Linked DNA regions of Solanum lycopersicum: region 1 is linked to region 2. A link is a contact called in public HiChIP or PLAC-seq data. All regions are on one chromosome and are shown on one strand. Each heading gives the region's core, a stretch centred on a gene start, on an enhancer-like site or on the middle of the called end of the contact. The rest is flanking DNA. Distances are from core to core; before and after follow the strand shown.

The links. HiChIP or PLAC-seq counts read pairs in DNA pulled down with a chosen protein or histone mark.
Region 1: a contact with region 2 is called in an RNA polymerase II HiChIP or PLAC-seq map of leaf, with 5 times the contacts expected there. The contact joins the promoter of LOC101249566 here to the promoter of LOC101248996 in region 2. A contact is called at or near these places in 3 of 8 Hi-C or Micro-C datasets (all in leaf) and 1 of 1 datasets of contacts at active chromatin or transcription factors (leaf).

Annotation. Positions count from the first base shown.
Region 1 is chr8:52,811,993-52,816,020 of SLM_r2.1, reverse strand. LOC101249566 (25S rRNA (cytosine-C(5))-methyltransferase NSUN5) reads left to right here and starts at 1,382. Exons shown (of 14, transcript XM_004245019.5): 1 at 1,382-1,816. The coding sequence starts at 1,803.
Region 2 is chr8:52,569,845-52,574,073 of SLM_r2.1, reverse strand. LOC101248996 (probable WRKY transcription factor 75) reads right to left here and starts at 1,853. Exons shown (of 3, transcript XM_004245017.5): 1 at 1,429-1,853; 2 at 1,152-1,290; 3 at 1-340. The coding sequence starts at 1,705. The coding sequence ends at 211.

The sequences.
Region 1 (4,028 bases), core at 133-2,632, 240 kb before region 2:
AGTAATTTGCACAACTATGAACTGGTTATAACTTGATAGTTGTAGGATCTTATGTAATTACAACACTTTTGGAGGGGAACTACTCTTTTGAGGTAGTATGTATACCTATGGATAAATATAGATTAATTGTTACTTTTCTCAACAATTTTTTTTTGTATATTGACTTGTGAAGTTTACATAACACGTGTTTCTTACCATTGATGGAAAACCCTTTTGGTTGATCCGCATAAACTCCATCCTCTAAATATGAGATTTCCACATCCATTTGATGTAGCTCTAAGTCATAATGAACTTCTACAATCATTATAATTTTAAGTGGATCTTTATTAAAGATAGGTGAACATGTCTCTTTTATATTCAATGTCATATTCGTGAGTGAAACCTTTTATAACGAGTTTGGCTTTGTGACGTTGAATGTTGCCAATTAAGTCGTGTTTGGTCTTAAAGACCCATGTATATCCAATTCTTTTGAAGTCGTAAGGTAACTCAACAAGGTTTCAAACTTACTTTGTTCCATAGATTTCAACTCATCTTTCATAAGAATTTATCATTTATCAAAATTATTAATTCAATAGGTTGTGAAAATGAAACTAGATTATTATCAATTCCTAAGTCAATTTCTAACTCGTGTAGATATACCAAATAGTCATCAGAAATAGCAGGTCTCATTTTCTTTATGCTACTTTTGTGGTACATAAACCACTAGTTCGTCAATTATGATTTCATTGTGATTGGAAAGATCATTAATTTGTTATTCTGGTGGACTGTTAGGTTGTAAAACAACCGAGGAGCAACAAATATAGAATAAAAGCAAGGTAGATGGATTTGCCCCCAAACTTCTTAATTTCCACTTTATGTGGTTCTCCACTTCTATTAATTTTACTGTTGATATTTAATTTTGATCGAATTTTAACTATTTTTGGAAATGCTATTCGATTAATACATATTTTATTTTAAGTCAATTTTGCATAAAAATTATATATTTTAGTATGTTTACTTTATAAAATTATTGTAAATATCATTAAAATATTTTAAACATTCTTAATAAATTTTGAGATAATTATTTTATCCAAATGTTATGATATTTAAGTGATTTAAATTTTATAAAATATATGATTATATTGGTAGTATTTTAATTGGATAGCAATTTCTTATTTTTCCTCAAAATTATTTAAATTCTAGCCTATTCTATTCTAAGTTGTTTCAATTCTAGCCTATCCAATTTCAATTGTATTTCAATAGTAACCATTTCTTTCCTTTTAATTCTAGCCAATTTTATTACAATTTTGGCCATCCAAATCCAATTCAATCTAATTTAAATCTCATCTTTTAATCGCAACCGTCGATCTTTTAAATTAAATCCTACATCTAATCCTAACCGTCCATAAAATTCTAGTCAATTTAGTTCTAAAAAGAAGACTAAAACCTAATTCCAAGCTTCTCCCTTCTTCCTCTGTCTCTTCTTCCCTCGCCCCATTTTCCTCTTCTCCCCCTTTCTCCGAACGGATCACCGGCGAGCAGCAGCTACGGTGACAACAACACCAGGCGCCTCCGCCTCCCTTCTTCCTCTTTCTCTCCTCTTTTCCCCCTTCTTTTCTCCTCTCTTTTTGCAGGACCGCCAGGCAGCAGCGACCAGTAGCAGCAGCGGCGACGACAAGCAGCAGAGACGACTCCGGCGTGCAACGAGGCGCAGCTGCGGCTCCAGCGAAGGAAAAGTTGCGTGAGGTCAGTGACGCCGGCAGAAAACAGCAGCTCCGGCCATTCCGGTGGAGCTTTTGAAAATTTCGAGTTTTGTTAAACAGATGGATATCACCAGGTAAGTTTTCAATTAATTTTTAGGCTCAGATTCTAATTCTGAGCATAGTATGATTCTTTGATATTGAAATGCCACAACTCGTTTGTTAAGGCTTTTATAATTTTCTGCTTTCATTGTTATATACTCCTCCTTTGTGATGAATTGTATTTGCTAATCCTTTCTACATGTTAATCATACAAGATGAATTGTCATTGTTGATAAATTAATTTTCATATGGTAGTTGGTGAATTGTCATAGTTGATAAATTAATTTTCATATGGTAGTTGGCATCCAGACTACAGTTTAATTTGCATCCAATTATCCTATATTTGTGATTATTCAATAATTTGGTAAACCCTTCATTATTTTTTAATTCCCCTTAATTGGCGTTGTACTGGATAACTTTTGTAGGAATTGGTAAATCGGATTGATGCTCGTTTCTTTCAAACCCCAATAATCTGTAAATCAATTTGCTGATTTTAGTCGATTTTCTCTCTTAGTGGTAAACATTGTTTCCATCTTGCCACTAGATTTTTATATATTTTTAAATTTCTTTTAGATGATAAACTATTGCAGGTGAGAAGAATATTGCTTTGGGTAGATTTTCTTAAAAAATAACTTTGTTTGTTCGTTCTGGATTGTATCAATTCGTGTTTATATTAATTTATTCTTTTCTTGCTTATTTTACCAGGTGTATTATGAGTAATTGATTTCTTTACCTTAATTATAATTGACATATTTCTTACTTGGTTATTTTTGGTAAAAAATAATAATTTAATATTTAACTTTGGCTCTTCTTTATTTTGAATTTTAAATATTTATATGACTCTAAACTTTCTCTCTATATGATATAATTTGGGGAATCGTCTAAAGGGGGAGGAGGAATTACATGCTACATCCTTCTCTTATTTTCATTCAAACATATTAGAAAGCATGCCTATAAGAATTAGTTTATATGCTTTATTATGTTTGTCAATTTTGCATCATCAACTTAATTAAGATAAAAATAAATAAATTATAAGATTACTACTTGTGCTTAACTATTCATCGTGATTATTGTTCACCACAAAAATAAGGATTTTTATGTTGACCATATGGAATGTTTGAACCTCTTGACATGTGCTCAAAATTAAGCTCATGTAAAATAAATGAACTTAATTCTTTGGTATGGAAATAATTCGGTCACTTAGAAATCATGTCAATAGCATTTAAATAATTCTACATATATAATCTGGGAATAGAATTCATGTCTATTGGTTTATTAATCAATTTTTCCAGCATGTTGTCAATAAATTTAAGGTTCCTAATAAACTAGTTAATTAATCTATATTTGTTTTTACCCCCATTTTTTTTTTGCAGTTTCAGAAAAAAGTTAATTAATCTATATTTGAGACAAATCTGTCATGTTTGTATTGTTGCACTTGTAAATAAATTCTTGCAATGCCTTTTTTTACCACTTTAAACAAATGAAATCTGTTTCTGCATTAGTGAATATGCCACCTTGCAATATGTAAAGTAACTAACAAAATATTTTCTGCACATTTCTTAAAACCTACATTATCTACAACTTAAAATAAGTCACAAATATTCAGCATGCTTATTTAAAATCTGCCCATGTTAAATATTGTTGCACTATTAATAAACTGTTTTCTGCCACTTCCAAAATCGGTGTTAACTAAAATTTGCATTGCTGTAATAATTTTTTGTTACCTCTAAAATCATTTAAATAATCATATGCATGCTTTTAGATCTGTCCATAAATAATTTTGCAATGTTTAACTTATTGTTGTCTTAATTTTTGTATGTTTGTATGTTTGTAGCTCACACACTTCACATGAGACTTTTCACAATTACGTGTGTTTGTTAGCATGCTAATAATAAAATGTAGAGGCGAACTTGAGACTTTAAGTGTCCAATATTGTCCAATCTTTTCTTGTTTGGTGTCTAGGAGGGCCATATATTTTATTTTGTCTAAACCAACCTATTAAGTCCAATGCCTCTCAGACGTTAAGTTGGGACAATTAGGCACCTTTTAGATACGAAACGCATGCGGTGGTGGGGTAGGGGTAGTTGGCCCTATGGAGATGATGACATGGACTCATGCTTTAAAAGACAAACTTTGGTTTTGTCTGTCCCTATACGAAAGCCTATGAGAAAAATAAAAGAAGTCGAGTGCTGATCCAAAAAGTCTCTCTTAGAGTCTCCCTTCCGTTTTATCCCTTTATTTGCTTGT
Region 2 (4,229 bases), core at 604-3,103:
GCTTATATATATATTAAAAAAAAATCCTGTTGGAAGCAGGATAAGAGTACATGGCAACTGAAATATTCTAATTGTTACATTTTGAGTTACAGATAGACGCCTGCATCTGACCCCAGTCAAGCTGGAAACAGTTTAGGGGATCCAATTTACTGGCCTGATTTAGCTAAGCTACAGCACTCAGTAACTTTAAACTGATGTCTTCTTCATCGATCAGAACAGGGAGGGACCTTGATGGTTGTGGACACCCTCGTAGGTGGTTATCACATACCGAGAATCCTCCTTGTCTCGTTCAACTCTCTTCTTGACCGGACAACCTTCCACTGAGCACCTATAGTAATTCCTGTAAGTTGATACACAAAACATGTCGTCTGAGTTAAGTAGTAGTCATACGACTTTCCATAAGCTGCTATAGTACAAAATAGCTCACAACTTTTCTTTTGAAAGGTTTTCATGATTTGTCAAATTCAGATTTACACCTCATCTTCTTTTGATGCGACATTAATTCGTTTTTAAGTGGAATTAGCACTTCTTTTTTGGGAATTAAGTAGTTAACAATTAATGTGGCCCTCTGGTTTGGCAGATGGGCCCTTCTTTGGTGAAGTTATGTTTGTGGTAAATTTCCTAGAATATATATATATATACATATATATCTAGGTTGCTTGACTGAGATCGAGTGCAAAGAATATGAAGTAACTGAATGACCTGTTTACTTAACTGAAACGGCATGGACAAGGACAGTCAAAATTCATCGTAACTTTTGGTGTTGTTTTGTTATAGTATCTTATAAAAATACATACATACATAGTAAGATAGATGCAACAAGATTTTCAGGTATAGCTTGTTTAACCAAACAGTTACTGTACATATAGGCTTATTTGATTCACATAGCTTATTCCAACAATCTAAACATTACACTAATCCACTGCGAATCTGTGTTATAAAACATGATTTTCCCACCGAACTAGCTCACTAGGAAAAATGCATGGTTGGAGATAGTGTGAAAATTACTACTTTTTCCACATGATATATTCACTGCGTATGTTTTTTCTTTTCACACTGCTTCAATCAAAATATCTGTGTAGAAATAACCTCAGAGTGGAAAAATAGTGATTTTTTAGTAATGTTATAACAATAAGCAAAAGTCTCGTTACCTCGGATTTGGACTATTTTTCACCATCTTCTTTCCATACTTCCTCCACTTGTATCCATCGTCTAGTATTTCAATTTGGGACAACGTTCTGAAAGCAACCTTGTCCTTCACTTCCCTCCTCTCGCTGCTGCTGCCAACGTCTATTTTTTTTGCAAAACCAAATAACATTTAGCACGAAACATAATCGTGTTAATTTGAAAAACTATATCCTTATGTATGCATGTTTGCTTACATACGAATAAGATAATGCTAAAAAGTAGTGTTGATGAAATGCTTACTGTTGCTAGGTTCCTCATGATAAGTAGTACTACTCCTAGTGTTAACCACTTGATTTGCTGCATAATTTGAGTAGTGAGGTACAAGAGTTGGATCAGGTTGTTGAACAGGCCAATTATCTATCTCGAAAATATCAGAAAGCTCAAAGTTAATCAAGTTGTTTGAGAAATGATCATCACTATCAGGTGAGTTTAGTAGTGGTGTAAAACTTCCATCGAACATGTTTGCACTAGAATTATTTGCATCCATGGATGATGATGAACTGAAATTCCCTCCCATCGCGTTCGTACATTTATTATATTACGAAGCAATTAAATTTCCTAGTGAGGTTCCTACGAGGTACGAAGAAGGTTCATAGACAACGGTTATAAGATTGGTGGCTAAGTGAATGTCATTGTTGAGGGCCCTTTTAGCTTTATTTGCTTATTTAGTCACTCCAAAATTTATGCTTATATAGTTGTAATGCTAACAAGTAGAGTGGGACATGGGAAAGAAGACTTTGTGCATAGACTTTTCAATGTTGCTTAGTGTGTTTGTAAACTTCAATTCACATAATATCAATCTCTCGTGTTTAGACAAATTAACCCCTTAGCAACGGTGAGGGGAATACTTTACAAGTCAATATGTGACAATGATTGGTCTCATGACCTTTTTTTTTCTCTATTTGATACCCACTTTTCACTTTACATCTTTATCTGCATTTAAGGATTTGTAAGATTGTTTCAATTTAAACAGCTTTAGCAATTTAAGTAGGGTTTTAAATATACAATAACTTATCTAGTGTAATCTCATAAATGAGGTCTAAATAAGGTGATGTGTACACAAACTTTATCTCTAAGTTGTGAAGACAGAAAGATTGTTTTCGAAAGATTTTCGACTCAAATAAAAAATATCAAAGCAATAAGAATACTCCACTTTGAAAAAGAGAAAAATAAGTATCAACAATAAGCACTACGATAACTTAAACCAACGGAACAAGAGGTAAGAATAAAATCTTAAGAAGAAGATAGGTGACGAGTACTTATCATCATAATACCAACAGGAAAACTAGACAATGTTTGACTATTTACTATAATCCTTGATTTTCGAATCCTCGTATCTATTGTCCTCTCCTCGATAAGTTGTAGTGCATCATATCATGTCTAATAACTTCTTCCCAAGACTTTTTCAGCCTACTTTTGTATCTAGATCTCCTCAAATTGACCATTATCAACCTCTCATACCTCCTCGTAACATGTAACTATTTATAACAATTAATATTTTAACTTAAATAAATAAAATAATGACCTACCATAGGTGATTATAGCATAATTAATAATATAAAATTCCTTAATTCTTTTTTCTCCACCCAAGGGTGGCGTGCTCTACAGATCTCAAACCCAAAACTTTTGGTTAAGGTGAAACACTCTACCAGTGAACCAGCCTGCCTGCTGAAGACCGTAACGTAAGTAACTCAGTGCTCCATACGAGAGATATGAAAGCAGAATTCGTTCGGATCCTCAATTCAGATAAAATTCCTTATTCTATAACTAATAAACTTGTTGCATTTTATCGTGCAAGTTTCCATACTGTCCTTTTAATTTACTTAGTTTTCTATTCGAACCACTTTGCTCGTCATTTTTATTAAAAATAATAGTAATAAATATTGATTAATTAGCATATATAAAAAAAACTAAGTGAAAAATATATACACATATTTTTACATCATAATTATTTAGATTAACTCTCTTTTTATGCAGAGAAATTAAAGAAAGAATATTTATTAAAGATGCATTAATTTTAACAATTATATAAAATTAATAAAAACATATATAATAGTCAAAACACATAATTTCTTTTTTTTTTTTTAAATGTGAGAAGTGTAACAAGCAAAGTGTAGTGCACATCAACTGGAGCCCACTAGAAATCTAGGCAAGTTCCAGGGAGTATCTTAACATGCTTAGGAGACATTTGTTGGATACGTATTGGTTGACTTGAATATATATAGCAAATATATGAGGTTTGAAATATTAAAAGATGACATCAGTGTTGATGTGTATCAGTATCCTGATGGCTAAATAAGTTAAAAAGATTATAATGGAAAGGTAAAAAAAATATTGAGATACATCAAGTCTAATCTGTAATGATGGTATTTACAATCCAAAGTTAGGCAAAATTTGGCTACTAAATAACATTCTTGACATTATATATGTTCTAGATGTGGCATTTGTTGACCAATATATACTTTAAAAAACAAAAAGAAAAAACTTTATATCATTAGATAAACAAGGGTTAATAGTGACCCAAAAGACTAGTGTTACCAAGTCCTATTAGTTTAATAAGCATCACTTAATTTATCTAAGAGCACGATATTCCTGAATTTAAGTTAATTGGTTGTGAATTTAAAATCATCATTTGAATATATCTTTGCTTTAACACCAAGTCAATTTGATGTACATGCTCAAGCTGGGAAAAATATATGACCCCTTCTAAATGAAATAACGACCTACTATATGGTAGTTCATTAAGTGTTTAATGGGTTAGGTATAGGAATGAAATTAAATTAGTCTATGAAAATGGACAACCATGTTCACTTAGTAATTTTGAAGACTTTTACCAAGTCTTTTGTTTTTCTTGGTTAATTACTACTAGTATTGATTAGAGAAAGAGTAAGGGTTGGTCAAAGAGTCCATAAAATTGACATCAAAATCTTGGACATGGGAGTAGTAATTTGGAAGACCTTTCTTTTCTTCATGTCCCCTTGAAGAGGATTCAGACCCTTTTCTGCATGGAATTTTAGGTGTAAAATAAACACAAAGTATAT